Regions from separate parts of the Mus musculus genome. Here all the other regions are linked to region 2. Evidence: chromatin contacts called from public HiChIP or PLAC-seq, capture Hi-C and promoter capture Hi-C data. All regions are on one chromosome and are shown on one strand. The core of a region is the stretch at or near the end of the contact, and the rest is flanking DNA. Distances in the headings are between cores, read along the strand shown. Region 1 holds the start of Anp32b (acidic (leucine-rich) nuclear phosphoprotein 32 family, member B). Region 2 holds the start of Anks6 (ankyrin repeat and sterile alpha motif domain containing 6). Region 3 holds the start of Foxe1 (forkhead box E1). Region 4 holds the start of Trim14 (tripartite motif-containing 14). Region 5 holds the start of Trmo (tRNA methyltransferase O).

Region 1 (2,700 bases), core at 96-2,595, 610 kb after region 2:
GGGGCGGGGGCAGCCCGGGGACCGACAGGCAGCGCGAGGGCGGCCGGCTCACCCGGCGGAGGAAGACGGCGCCCGCCAACATGGCGCTGTGGCGCGCCCCGGCTGGCGCGCGGAGCCGCCGGCCGCCCACACCGAGGGGCCGGCCTCCCTCTCGGGCAAGGCCCCGGGCGGCGGCGCGGGGGAGGGCGAAGCCACCGCGGCGGTGACGGTGCCGGGCCGGCTGGCCCGGGGAGCCCGCGTGGGCAAGGCCGAGGGCGAAGGCGAGCCGGGCAAAGGAGGGGCAAAGTTGGATTTTTTTAGGCTTGAAAAAATGGCGGGAAGCGCATCCTTTTTTCAAACTTGGCCTCGGGAGGGGCGGCGGTTGCGCCACCTCCGCCGCCAGGCCCGCCCCTCCCCCGTTCCGCGCCAGGCCGCGCCCGAGGGGGGCTCCGCGCCCCCCTCAGGGACCCGAACACCCTCCTCGGCGGCGAGGCCCTGTCGGCCGCGGGGCGCATGGAACCCGGCCCGGCCCCGCGGCGGGCCTGGCGGCGGCGCGGCGCCTCGGCAGGCCCGGCCTCCGCCCGGCCGCGCATCCCGGGAGGCTGCAAACATGGCTCCCAGCGTTACACAACCCCCGCGCCCGCCCTCGCCGCCGGCCACACGCGCGAGCGCTCCCTCCGGGAGAGGACCGGGCGGGCGAGCGGCTCAAAGTTTGCTTCTCCACCCGCCGTCCTCCCCGTGGCCGCGGGGGCCCGCGGGCGCCAAAGAGTTAAAGCCCGCGCGCTCGCTCCCCCCTCCGCGCCTTCCGCCCGCCTTCCCTGTCCCCGTCCGAGCTGCGAGCAGCGCCTTCCCCGCGCCGCGGCCGGAGCCCGGTGGCCCGCAGGTGGCCACCATTACTTGCAAGTCATCGGGGGGCGCGGGCGCCCGAGGGGTTCTGCTTACGGCTGCCGGGGTCCGGTTCCTCAGCTCCAGGTGGATCCTCCTCTTCATATCCATGTTCCCCTCGTCCCCCCTCTCCAAACTTAACTTTCCGCGGCGGGGGCGGAGGGGGGAGAGGCGACCCGGCCTGCGCGGCGAGGGCCGTCGGAGGGAGGCGGCTGGAGGAGGCGGCGGCGTGGTCCCCGGGCGGCGTGCGGGCGTGCGGGCGAGCGGAGCCCCCGGAGCCAAGTTACTCGCGGGAGCGGAGAGAAACCATGGAGGGAAAAGGGGGCTGGAGCGCGGCTCTGGCCTCACTACCGCCGCCCCCGGCCAAGGCCCCGCACTGCGCTTAAACCGGCGACGCGACGCGGCGGCTGCTCGGCTCCACTCGGCCCTGCGCGGCGCCGCTCGGCTCGGGAGCCCGGGCTGCAGCGCGGACTTGGGAGGCGCACGGAGGGCGGGGCGGGACCCGCCTTAAGCTCAGCCCGGACTGCGGCGCCGCCTCCCGGGTCGCGCGCGCCTCCTGGCCCTCGGGTCGCACGTGGGCTGGCTGATGTAAGACCTTCCGGTGCCGGGACCCCCGCCCCCACCCCCACCGGCACCCGCGCTCTCCTGGAGGTCGACGGGCAGGCTCAGCCTCGCGCCTTCTTCCGGGCTCTCCCGGACCCAATTTCGCCTGAGCCTTCGGGCGCCCTCAGAGGCTGTGGCTTTGGGGTTCACCCTGTTCCTCCCAGTTTTGAGGCCCATAGCCCGACCTCGCTGCCTTTAGGTCCAGTGATGTTAGAAGTGCCATCGAGGACCCTGGTGAGGCTGTGCTCGCTTCCCCGCCGTGTTGTACTAAAACATCAGCAGGGGCAGGCAGCTCCAGCCTCTTGCCCAAGCCACGCCGCATCTGAGCATCCCCAGTTCAGGAAACTTTCCCCTTGGCACGTGTTTGTTTTTAAAAATAAAAAATTTAATATACTTTAGAACTTTATCAGTACTTAAACTACAAACTAGCCAAGGAGACAGAAAACAACTATACATAAACACTGTTTTTAAACATGTGAGCCACTAGTGAAGGAAACCATTAGTAATTTTAATGACGCCTCAGTCCCCACCTTCTGACTTTTATCTCTTGGGGCACCCGTGGAAGATGTATACATTCTTGGTCACCATTAAGTTGAGTCCTGGGTTGGCAGCCTTTGTCAAAGTCTAATTTTAAGGGTCCCTGGATTTAAAGCACACGGCGTTGTGTTAAATGAGGAGCCTACCTCTGATATTAACCAGAGGCACTAAAGATTACTGTTTACTGGAGAAAAACATCATCTAGGTATTACCCTAAGATTTTAGTGCAAGAAGCCTCTTCCTATCATCCCATTTTGCCTTAGAGGCCCAAACTTTTAAATGATTATATATCAGATTCAGAAATAATAATTCAAGAGAAAAGAAGATGTGTAGGTTATGGGGGAAAGGTGAATAGTTATAGGTGTAGATTCACTCATAATTCCGTGGTAGTCTGGAAGGCTAAGACAGGAGAATGTGGGGAAAGGAAGGGAGTGCTGTGCTCCTTGTCACAAAAGATCTCCAACTATTACCTGATAGGCTTCACTGAGCTATGCAAAAAGCTTTTCAAAAAAAAAAAAAAAAAATCTACTGAAGCGCTTCCATAATCAATCACCGAGCATTGGCTTTTAAGAGCTTGCGCTGTTATGTCCCATTTAACTTTCAGGCAACCCCTATGAAGTTGGTGATATCTTAATTGAAAAAAAATGAGGAATTAAGGTTTAATCATCACCAGTAGCCCAACAAAGTTAAGCTTTA
Region 2 (2,700 bases), core at 173-2,672:
AGCCTTGGCTGGCCCAGAGCTCACTATGCAGACCACGCTGGCCTCAAATTCATAGAGACCTGTCTGCCTCTGCTTCCCAATGCTGTAATTAAAGGCATGCACCACCATAGCTGACATATTTATTTATTGTGTGTGTGCCTGTGCATGCCATACAACAAATGTGGAAGTCAGGGGACACTTTCAATAACTGTCCTCAGACCTAACAGTTACGCTGTTATCATGACACACTGTTGGGACATGTAACAGCCTTGCCTTGTATGTCTGGCTTCTTGCTGGGTTTGGGCGGGCACTACTAACCATCTAGGGAAACCAGTTGTCTCTTCCTATGGAAGTGTCCATGCTGTAAGGACACATATGCTGTGAACTGCGTCTTGCTTTCTGCTTAATTAGCTTCTTTTCCCCAAAATGTCCTCATGGCTTACTCTCTTCCTTAAGGTTTTTGCAAGTGTTATATTTTCAGTAATTCTCTTGTTGGCTCAATTATGAAACAATGCTCCACCTTCTACCCGATTTTGCTTGGATTCATGTTCCGTTTACTGTGTCAACAGCACTCAACTACCATTCAGCAGCCAAGTTTATTACCACAGCATATCTTTATAGCCTGTATGGGTGGGTCAGATCCTAGAAGGCAGAGATGCTATCTTGCAAACGTTCGCGGCACGAAGAGCTGTGCCTGGCACTAACAGGCATCCAATACATACTTGTTGAGTCCGGAAAGAGAGATGAACTTGATGTCAGAAGACCTGAGTCCTAGCCACAGCAGCGCCTGCAGATCTGTGCAGACTATAGCAACATACAACCTTCCCGGTCACTCGTCTACTGTAGATTGGAATAATCATCTGAAACTCTAGGGTGGCTACAAGGACTGCCCTGGGGACCAGTCGGTGGTTCCTACTGTTTGTGTGATATACAGGAGGGCTTGGGACCAGAACAGTTGCTGGTCCCACACTGAGTTTCCGACAGTGGGTCTGGGGTGTGGCTAGAAAAATCTCTATCTGTAACATGTAAGTTACTGCGGTAGTGGTGACCCCCCCCCCCCCCTGTCAAAAACAAGAGATAGATGGGCGGGTAGCTTGACACAGATGAAGAACTCAGCACTGCAGGGCTGCTCCGGCAAACGACGGGGCTGACCCATTCGTCCCGATTCAGCCTGCGACTGTTTAGGGAGCGCTAGTGAAATGCGGGCCGGTCTGGGGTCGGTAGAGATGCGAGATGAGTTCTAAGCTAGGCCCAGAGGTCGGATTCAGTAGGAACGAACAGGAAGACTGAAGAGTGACCGCACAGTCACAGGCCCACCCTCCAAGGCGGGAGGCGGGCCCTGCGCGCGCGTACCCATCAGGCGCGACCCCGGAGGCGCGCGCGCACCCAGGGGGCGGGCCTGCGGACGGCGGGCACGCGCGCGGCCCCGGGGTGGGAGCGGGCGGCGGCGCGGAGCGGGCGGTCAGCGATGGGCGAGGGCGCGCTGGCCCCCGGCCTGCAGCTGCTGCTCCGCGCCTGCGAGCAGGGTGACACCGACACGGCGCGGCGCCTGCTGGAGCCAGGCGCGGACCCGGTCGCGGGGCCCGAGGCGGGAGCGGAGCCGGCAGGGCCCGAGGCGGTCCGGGCAGCGGAGGCCGGGGCGCCGGTGCCGGTGGACTGTTCCGATGAGGCGGGCAACTCGGCGCTGCAGCTGGCGGCGGCCGGTGGCCACGAGCCACTCGTAAGGTTCCTGCTGCGCCGCGGAGCCTCGGTCAACAGCCGCAACCACTACGGCTGGAGCGCGCTCATGCAGGCGGCCAGGTGAGCGGGGACCGGGAAGGAGAGAGTCCGGGACTCGTGAGAGTGCGAATGGCAGACTTGGAGCTTTGCCTTTTGGTCATCTGTATGATGGAAATAAAAGGGCGGTTTCAGAAACACAAGATTAGGGATGTTAGAAACTTTGGCTTCTGAACAGTGTGGAGGCTGCGGAGTGCATCTTCTAGACGTTCATTCATTCCGTTTTGCATCAAGGGTCTCCTAAGAATCTGTCTACTCACCCTGGCTTTGGGGGTTGACCGAATAGATAACTGGGATCCAATTAAGTCCCTATTTTGGGGATATGAGTGGGGTGGGTGGGTAAATAAAGTAGCATTCTTGATCTGGAAGGTCTGACAGTAGTAGCTGACCCAGTTGGAGGAATAGAGGCGATTTTTAGTGGAAATGAGGTGTTAAGACTCGAGGATTTGTAAGAGTTATCCAGGACCGGAAAACGAGGAAGCGAGGGAGAACAAGCACACTGCAGACACATAGTGATGAAAGGTGGTCAGACAACTGGGAGGATGCTGCGACCCAGAGGGGGCTGGAGACAAGCCCACCATTGGAGGAAGAAAGTAGGTGCCAGATTGGGGCTGAACAGAAACCCACAATCTAAGGATGATCAGGAGTGTGGAAGGCACAGGGCACTGTGACCGGAACAGACTTTTGTTTCGGGTAAGTTACATTCAGCACCTGTGAGAATAGGCAGAGAGATGGGCCAGAGTCAGGAAGGCTGGCTAGGAAGACAGCAGCCAAGGAAGAGACAATTAGTGGCCTGGATAAACCTGAAGTTGATCCTCGTGGTTGTGTGACCCTGCGAAGGGGTTGGGAGAGGCAGCAAAATCCATCTCTAGATTTCTGACTCGTATAAATATACTGAGCTGTAAAAAAACAAGAAAAGAGACAATGCTTGTTTTGTTTTTAGAT
Region 3 (2,700 bases), core at 27-2,526, 710 kb after region 2:
CGAGCCGCCGGCCGCTGACGGCGCGGGGCCCAGATCGGGGCTGAGCGGCCGCTCGGGAACCAAGCCGAAGACCCGGCAGGGCCCCGGCGACGCGGCGGGGTAGTAGACCGGCGGAGGCGCGGCGAGTGGCGGCGCGTAGCCCGCATAGACGGCGCCCGGGTAAGCCGGCCTTGCGGCAGGCACGGCGCCCGGGAAGATGGCGGCAGCGGCAGCGGCGGCGGCAGCGGCTGCATCGTGCATGTAGGCCGGGTAGGTGGACAGGTCCGAGCGCTTGAAGCGCTTGCGGCGGCGCAGGAAGCTGCCGCTTTCGAACATGTCCTCGGCGTTGGGGTCGAGCGCCCAGTAATTGCCCTTGCCCGGGCGGCCCGCCTCGCGCGGGATCTTGAGGAAGCAGTCGTTGAGGGTGAGGTTGTGGCGGATGCTGTTCTGCCACTTCTTGGGGTTGTCGCGGTAGAACGGGAAGCGCTCGGTGATGAACTTGTAGATGCCGCCCAGAGTCAGGCGGCGCTCGGGCGCGTGCGCGATGGCCATAGCGATGAGCGCGATGTAGCTGTAGGGCGGCTTCCCCCGCTGCAGGGGGCGCTTGCGTCGCCGTCCTCCCGCGCCGCGACCCGCAGCCTCCGCCGGGACCCCCGCGCCCGCCGCCGCCGCCTCACCGCGCTCTTCCTTCACGGCCGCCAGCGTCTCGGGCTGCGGCGGGGGAGGCGGCGCGCTCTCGGCCGTCATGGCGCCGCGGTCCCTCCCCCCCGTACCCCCCGTCGTCTTCAGCTGTAGACGACCGCTCTGGCCGCAATCCCGATCCCACGGGAGCCGACGCCGGGGCTTTGCAGCGGGCACCGAGAGCGCTGAGGGCAGGGAACTTCGGGGTCTGGAGCGCTGAGTCCACCGACGGCTCCTGTGGGGCACCGGCCAGAGGATCCTTGGCGCTCTGGTGCCAGGCGATCAAGGGGTCCGGACGTGGCTCGAAGGCCGGGGTGGCGGCAGCTGTTTGGGAGTCCCTGCGGGTCTGAGGATGACCGTCGAGGCGGTGCGCGTAGAGGAGGCTGCAGGCTGGGGTCTCGTGCCAGGGCCTTCAGTGGGGGCACCGTACACCCCTGCAGGGGCCGCCCATGCCGCACCCCTACGGTGGAAGGTACAACCCAAGCGGAGGGCAGAGAGGCGAGACGGGCGAGCGGGCCGGGCCAGGTGGCGAGCAAGTGCTCCGTTCTGCGGCTCTGAACTCCAGCACGGAGTCCGGCCGGCGAGGCGCTCTCCTGCACACACCTGGGCCAGCTCCTCCCTCCGCTGGCTTCTCCTCCTTAAAGGCGCCAGCAAACGCGGGGCGTAGCCGCTTCCCTGCCCGCCCCCCCCCACTCCCCCCTTCCCCACCCCCGCGACGGGCACACCTCCCCAGGTAGCGGCTGGAGTCCCAAAACGTCAGAGCGGGGAGGGCGCCTGGAGATTCGGGGGCTGGCCCCCTCTGCGCGCCAAGCGGGAGACTGAGACTCCAGGAGCTCGGCCCAGCGCTCCTGAATCGGTCTTTGCGGAAAAGTTGTGTCTCACGTGGAAAGAGGGCTCATGGCATTTTCTTGTTCAGAGAGGGTAAGAACTGGACTAAAGTGGGGCGCGTTTAATTCTTGGGATGCCTTCCAAATCCAGGTTTAGGCTACCTGGCCCAATCTCTGGTGCAATTCATTTTCAGACAAGGATTCCCAGGTCTACAGCAACTTTGCTGCCCTCCGGTGCCTGCAGCCTGCGTCTGTTTTAGAGTAAGCTTTTCAGTTCGTGGTGAGGTAGTGCCACAGGGAGTCGCTTTACCAGGTTCCTGGTCTGTCCCGAAGTTTTGTATCTCAAGAGGTGTTTAGGGAAAGCCTCCTCGCCGCATCAGGGTCCTTAGGTGGCTTGGGACCCTTTTCTATATGCAGGAGAATGCCTGGTTAGCGAAGACTTGGCTCCTGCTGTCTGCAGTCGCCGCCTCTCAACCCCTCCACTACCACGGGGCCAGAGAGGGCCAGCCGCCTCTAGAGGTCTGAGTGAAGACTTGGGAGAGGATGCTGCAGTCAGTGCACAACTCTACTGGTGTATGCGTGTGTGTGCGTGCGTGCGTGCGCGCGCGCGCGCGCGCGCGTGTGTGTGTGTGTGTGTGTGTGTGTGTGTGTGTGTGTAGACTGTTCCAAAATGTCCGATTTCTGCCTTCCTCTGGCAGGATTCGGTGCTAGAGAGGGACTCCCAGCGGCGCAGCCCCACCTGCCTGGTTCGCTTTCTGGCCACTTTTGGAACTGGTTACGTTAGATTCCCAACTCAGGAATCTAAGATTTGGTTCTTAAGATCCTCACGGTGAAGCCAGTACCTTTCCTGAGCATGGGAATTGTGTAAGGAGCCGGACTGGAAAGAGACACACTGTGGAGGGTTCAGGTCTAACGTGGGTGGCCCAGCCTTCTGGTTTTATTGCGTTCTTCTTCAGTGAGCACTGGGTGGCTGCCTTTGAAAGAAAGAGGCAGAGAGCACAGATCCTCTCTCCTGCAGTCGACCTTGCTTGAAGACCTTCCCCAGCTCCTTGAATGCAGAGGGGCTTCCTGCTTGCTGCGGCCCCTCGCTCCTAAAGAAGCCAGGGGAAGCTAGATTTCTCACGTTTCTTTCCCCCCAGAGTAAACTTTAAGCCAATTATACGATTAGGAACGTCTGTGGTTCTCCATATTCCAAGATTTGTATTTCCAGATT
Region 4 (2,700 bases), core at 126-2,625, 520 kb after region 2:
TTGTCATATTTTTTTAAGATTATGTTTTTATGTTCTTGGGCTAATGGAGCAACACTGCCCCCTGACACAGTGACCACCCAAGCAGCAAAGCCGCCCTCGGCTCCTTCCTTCTTGCCTTGGGAGCTTTCTTTCTGATGACTCAGGAACTTTGTGTGAATGAGGGAGAACGCTTGGAGATGAGCTTGTACCCACCTTAGCTCTACAATAATTCTGCTTCCTAGAACAAAACTTGAGGTTGTATCCCAGAGGGAAACGGGAATCAAGATACGGACCTATGCTTTTCATATGAAACCGTGCCTGAAGCCGTTTGAGTGATTGTTTGAATGTTTCTTAAATTCCTTGTACCTTTGTAAAAAAGTAAATAAAAAAATAATTAAGAAATAAAAGTTAAAATAGACACAGAATCGTGCAATGTAAGAATATGACAATCTACTGTGGGTGGTAATTCCTGCCTGTAATCCCAGTTCATGGAAGGCTGAGGCAGGAAGATTGAAAATTCCAGACCAGCTTGGGCAAAGGAGTCTAAGACTCTGCCTCAACCAAAATAATAATAAATAATAACACCAGACTCGATATTGCAATGCTTGGCGATTTCCTTTTTGTTAATTCGTTCTACAAGTACCAATTTAGCACTAGGTGTCTGGACCAGATGATACCGGACCAGGTTGGCAAACTGGTCAGTAAGGTCCGAATACCCTTGAAGTGCTTCCACTTGTGTTTGAGAGAATTCGTGAGGGGCAGGATGGGGCAGGGTGGTCAGGCGGCTGTGGGTGGAGAATGGACGCTTCCTGAAGAAGGAGATAAGCCACACCTCCATGTGATTGGGGGACAGTGAGCAGCAGCTATACCTTAAGCAAGAACTGCAAAATGCCCCGGCTAGAAACAGGGTGGGTCATTCACCCATCAAGGCAAGAGAAATCAGAACATCTTCAGGGCCTGGGGCTTTGAAGTTTTAGCCTGAAGATAATTGGGGCTTCTTGGAAGTATGTTCCAACTTCACCCCCACCTGCCCCCACATGGCTGACCATAGGGAGGAAGCACTACAGGAAAAGAACAAAATGAGGTGTAGAAAATGTAGGCCCTCTGGGCAGGCCACACCACCTACTACGCACCTCCGCAGTTTGCCAGAAGCCCAACATCATCAACAAGCGGGAAGCCAACCTTCCAGTGAGCCCATCAGTGCAAGCACCCGCGTTCCTATCTATAGTGACCTCCTCCTCCTCAAGGTGAGAAAGAGTGGAAGGATGCTGTGCCGCGGATCCAGCACTAGGTGGGACCAAGCATCAACTCTCCAGCAGGTCATCGCCCCTCCAGTTTGCCACTGGGAGCTGGGTCGCCCGCCCCGCCCCGCCCCGCCCCTCCCCGAGCAAGGTTTCGATTTCTGCACCAACCCAACCCGACCACACTGCACAGAGAACAGCGGTTGCCACTGAGAATGGCGAGCGAGACTACCGAGGCGCGGGCGCCCTTTCAGCCCGACGGGGCGTATGGCTGGCGCTGTCCGGAGCACAGCGAACGCCCGGCTGAGCTCTTCTGTCGCCGCTGCGGCCGCTGTGTGTGCGCGCTCTGCCCGGTTCTGGGTGCGCACCGCGGCCACCCGGTGGGCCTGGCCGAGGAGGAGGCTGTGCGTGTGCAGGTGGGAAGCCGCGAGGGCGTGCACCGCAGGTCTGGGCGGGCGGAGATTGAGCACAAGAGTAACCGTCAAAGGAGGGTCAAATCCCGTTAGGACAGGGAAACTAAAGGGGGACCCTGAGGTCCTCTAGATAGTAGACAGTAGGATCGGGAGGCAGAACCCTATGGAAGTGCAAAAGTTGCTCAAACCACCAGCGAAGCTTCCCAAGATTGGCTTGGGGTACAGGAGGCTCAAGCTGGTTAGTACTCACACGTTCTTTACCGCTTCTGCTAGGGCAACTCCCCAACCAGAGTCAAGGACGCGGGAGGGACGTTCGCCTAACAGAGCACAGGGGAGGATGAAGTTGGAAAATTGGGAGTTTACAGCCAACCTGTGATATGTAGAGAGACTATCTCAAAAGACCAGATTGTAGAAAAAGAAAACTGTATGTATGCGTGTGTTCCATGAAGCCTGGAAATGTCTCTGGACCCTGGAGTTCATAAAAGGCCATTCTGAACTGGGACCTGATGGCCTATGTTGTTTTGCTAAGTCAATAAGGTCCCTCTTCCTGCCTTGAATCCGGCTCCTCCCCCTATGCAAATACACCACTGTCCCCTCTCCCACCCCACCCACGGAAGAGGCTTGTTAATCACAGCCTTATCTTCTATAGATAACGAGAAAGCAGGACCCCCAGCCGGCTGCCCTGGCTCTGCAGAATCTATTCTCCTCTCTGCATTTGAGGAAGGCAAGCTAGCCAGAACCTTCTGAACCCCCGGGGCTGATTTTATGTTTATCTCCAAGAAGTCTTTGTAATTCTGCCCAAAGCACCTTCCTTTCTGCTCTCTCCTGACTTAACCACCCTTGACAAGACTACAACTCCAATCTGAATTGGGCCTGAGGGAGGACAGTCTGACTAGTGGAGTCCTGCCCCTGCTTCCAGAACCATCCTTCAGCAACTGTGAAATGACTGCTAATAAGGATCCTCAAATGCTGCTACTCGGAGACCCAAGGCTATGCGTCAACCTAGGCACCCTTCCTCTGTCTATCCACAGAGCCATTCCTTCATCAAGCACATACTCAGCACTCAG
Region 5 (2,700 bases), core at 33-2,532, 670 kb after region 2:
TTAGACGCAGTGAGTGGCAGATCTTGATGGAGGGCAAGCCCCTTTCACTTTTGACTGTCTTATTAACAGCGCCGACTAGTGGCAACTGCAGCTTAGCCCATTTTTACAGCGTGTACGTGTTGCCCAAAGGCACACAAACTTGTTTCTCCAGCTAGACAACAACTCTATCTTCTACAAGAAAAAGGGGGGTAAAAAACTTTTGGAAATTTCATGGACAAAACTGACAGAGGGCACAGTATCAGTTTTAACTTAAGAATTCACAACTTTCTCTCAAAAACCTGTCTCCTAATACTGATTATTTCCTACTAGGGACTTGTTTAGTCAGTGACAACAAACACTTGGAAACAGCTTTTCACGGTTAAGCCTTTAATCCGTGGATTCGCATTTTTTAATATTTTATATTACAGGTAATGTCAGGTGGATTCCCCCCTCTCTTCGAAACCAACAAGATTTTGAAATCCCCAAACATAATCATGTATGCAAAGAGTTTGGGTTAAAGAATCTTTTTTTGGGGGGGAGGGGCGGTTAAAGAATCTTACAAGTGGCTAAAGAGCAGGCAATTGGAGCAGGGAGAGAAAATACGGTTTTTGCTGGCTCTTCATCCTTATTTCGGTTCCAGTGGTTTGGAGCACAAACGTTCTCACTTAATAACTTCTAGCCTAGCTTGCTTGTAACACCTACCATTCTTGATTTTCTTGCCCTTTTCCGACAAATAGTTATTACTTAAAAAGTGGAGGGGAGTGATAAATATAACACGTATGCCCACGTCCAAGGGAAATTTTAAACATTTAACGTCCAGCTCTTGGGCCGCTAGTTGGCTCAGCGAGTAAAGGAACCGGCTAACACGACCTGACTTTGATCCTGGGAGCTACGCGGCCATGAGGAGTATCGGCTCCGGCATTTTGTCATTTGACTTTGACATGCTCCCGCGCACACAATAAATGGAAAAAAAAAAGTCCCAAACTCCAGTTCTTTTGCTATGTGATCATAGATGGACATTCACATCCTTTCCCTTTAAACTCAAGGTTATTTTTGGTCACCGAGGCCGCTTATAATTCAAGGGTATCTTTGCGTGTACATCTTTATCCACATGTCCCACCTTCGGAGGGTATGGTGCAGGCTGTCGCGAGGCCGCCATCGCCGCGTGGTGGGTGAATGATGGGCCTCACGGCGTCCGGGAACCCACCCTCCACGCGGCAGCTCGGCCGCCATTGAGCGCGTTCTCCAAGACCCGGCACCTAGCGACAACTGCGCAGGCGCCAAAGCCTAACGCGCGGAAGCGGAAATCAGCGTTGGGCGCGCGGACGACTCAGCGGCCTGTAACCATGCGCGGCTTGGAGAAGCAGGGCTCGTGTGCTACGGCGGCCCCATGTGGGTGCGTTCAGCCGGCCCTGGAGGCAGGTAACGTTATGGAAAAAGGTGGCGCCGCACCCTAAGCTAGGCGGCCCGCTTCCCTGGCCAGAAGAACGCGAGCCACCTGACGTACATTCTTGTCCTTGCCGCCAAAGTAAGGGTCACGTGTCTCGACGACCACGTGACATGCTAAGGCTAACGGGAGTGACGTATTAGGATCTTGGTACACGGGGTGTGGTCTGGGCTTAGTTTCAGTACAGTAGCTGCGTCGGCCACGTGTGTAGTGTGGTCTTTTTCCGTAGGGGGTTACAGGAAGGTGGGATGTGTGTGACTGATGCCCTCATTTGGTCCAAGTTTCTTCGCCTTTAATCTTTTCCCACCAGTACATGGATGAGGATTTAAAAACAAAACCCCCAAACAAACAAAAACTATACAGTAGTAATTGTAAATATTCTTGGAGAAAACGTCAAAGTTGTCAGAAGCGCACACAATATAGATGGAGAGAGAAAGGCAGTTTATATAGATAATTTACAGGGTGGTGTCAGCTTTTATAGAATTCAAAATGTATTGTTTAGGCTCGAAAGTACATATGATAAGATCTCTTTCTGAAAGGAAGTAAACGATGATAAAGATCAGATTGCAGCTCCTGGAAGCAGTCGACAGAGATGCAAGAAGTGGCACTGAGGTCTTTGGAGTGGCTGGCAGGTGTATTATGCTTTAACTTACATACATACTATATGTGTATGTATGTATATATATATATATATATATATATATATATATATATATATATATATTCTTTTCCCCCCTCTGTATAAGAGTATTTTTGTCTCCACACTCCTACCCTGGAGACAGGATTTTTCTGTGAAGCCCCGGCTGGCCTGTGCTCACTCTGTAGACCAGGCTGTCCTCTTGTTGGTTTAGAGCTTTGAGGTAATGAATTAGAACCTCTAAGAATCTCCACTTTGTGCTGCCCTCTTCTTGTGGCAGGAAGGGTTCTGGGTATACCTGAGCTACACCTAAAGACTTTAAAAAAAAAAAAATTGTGTGTTCGTAGCTCTGGCTTACCTCCAACTCAGGGATCTGCCTGCCTCTGTCTCCCAAGGATTTAAAATAGGTCTAATACATCACAACAGTAAAAAGAGTTTGTATAAGCAAAAAGCAAGGAAACATATTGTGAGAGTTAGTGCTAGATCTTACTGGTTGTGCTAATAAGATATAATAGGATAGATAGGTTTGATGCAAATTAAATAAAATGGAGATCTGGAGTGTCCCTATAAAGAACATAAAAAGAAATAATTATAAATTATAGTTTATACTGCATAATATACAATCAACACATGTATT

The links. Promoter capture Hi-C pulls out the DNA fragments that hold promoters and counts their contacts. HiChIP or PLAC-seq counts read pairs in DNA pulled down with a chosen protein or histone mark. Capture Hi-C pulls out chosen DNA fragments and counts their contacts.
Region 1: a promoter capture Hi-C map of hippocampal neurons shows a contact between it and region 2, with 4 times the contacts expected there. The contact joins the promoter of Anp32b here to the promoter of Anks6 in region 2. A contact is called at or near these places in 3 of 39 promoter capture datasets (hippocampal neurons, liver and pre-B cells) and 1 of 9 other capture datasets (adipose tissue).
Region 3: a promoter capture Hi-C map of embryonic stem cells shows a contact between it and region 2, with 2.4 times the contacts expected there. The contact joins the promoter of Foxe1 here to the promoter of Anks6 in region 2. A contact is called at or near these places in 3 of 39 promoter capture datasets (embryonic stem cells, hippocampal neurons and pre-B cells) and 1 of 484 Hi-C or Micro-C datasets (B cells).
Region 4: a contact with region 2 is called in a capture Hi-C map of macrophages, with 2.3 times the contacts expected there. The contact joins the promoter of Trim14 here to the promoter of Anks6 in region 2. A contact is called at or near these places in 3 of 39 promoter capture datasets (3T3-L1-derived adipocytes, hippocampal neurons and liver), 8 of 484 Hi-C or Micro-C datasets (B cells, the BV-2 cell line, the G1E-ER4 cell line and 5 more), 5 of 115 datasets of contacts at active chromatin or transcription factors (T-cell acute lymphoblastic leukemia, bone marrow-derived macrophages, embryonic midbrain and 2 more) and 1 of 9 other capture datasets (macrophages).
Region 5: a contact with region 2 is called in a FOXA1 HiChIP or PLAC-seq map of pancreatic cancer cells. The contact joins the promoter of Trmo here to the promoter of Anks6 in region 2. A contact is called at or near these places in 4 of 39 promoter capture datasets (embryonic stem cells, hippocampal neurons, liver and 1 more), 2 of 484 Hi-C or Micro-C datasets (cerebellum and olfactory sensory neurons), 2 of 115 datasets of contacts at active chromatin or transcription factors (large pre-B cells and pancreatic cancer cells) and 2 of 9 other capture datasets (adipose tissue and liver).

The regions. Positions count from the first base shown.
Region 1 is chr4:46,449,571-46,452,270 of GRCm38.p6, reverse strand. It overlaps Anp32b (acidic (leucine-rich) nuclear phosphoprotein 32 family, member B), which reads right to left and starts at 1,345. Exons shown (of 7, transcript NM_130889.3): 1 at 922-1,345. The coding sequence starts at 975.
Region 2 is chr4:47,056,028-47,058,727 of GRCm38.p6, reverse strand. Anks6 (ankyrin repeat and sterile alpha motif domain containing 6) reads left to right here and starts at 1,422. Exons shown (of 16, transcript NM_001356426.1): 1 at 1,422-1,779. The coding sequence starts at 1,448.
Region 3 is chr4:46,342,220-46,344,919 of GRCm38.p6, reverse strand. It overlaps Foxe1 (forkhead box E1), which reads right to left and starts at 1,276. Exons shown (of 1, transcript NM_183298.2): 1 at 1-1,276. The coding sequence starts at 726. Gm12446 (predicted gene 12446) reads left to right here and starts at 1,439. Exons shown (of 6, transcript NR_165272.1): 1 at 1,439-1,581.
Region 4 is chr4:46,534,816-46,537,515 of GRCm38.p6, reverse strand. Trim14 (tripartite motif-containing 14) reads left to right here and starts at 1,375. Exons shown (of 6, transcript NM_029077.4): 1 at 1,375-1,636. The coding sequence starts at 1,436. It overlaps Coro2a (coronin, actin binding protein 2A), which reads left to right. Exons shown (of 12, transcript NM_001164804.1): 12 at 1-579. It overlaps Gm16731 (predicted gene, 16731), which reads right to left and starts at 1,615. Exons shown (of 4, transcript NR_151695.1): 1 at 1,453-1,615; 2 at 193-345.
Region 5 is chr4:46,388,019-46,390,718 of GRCm38.p6, reverse strand. It overlaps Trmo (tRNA methyltransferase O), which reads left to right and starts at 1,282. Exons shown (of 5, transcript NM_001347095.1): 1 at 1,282-1,401. The coding sequence starts at 1,326.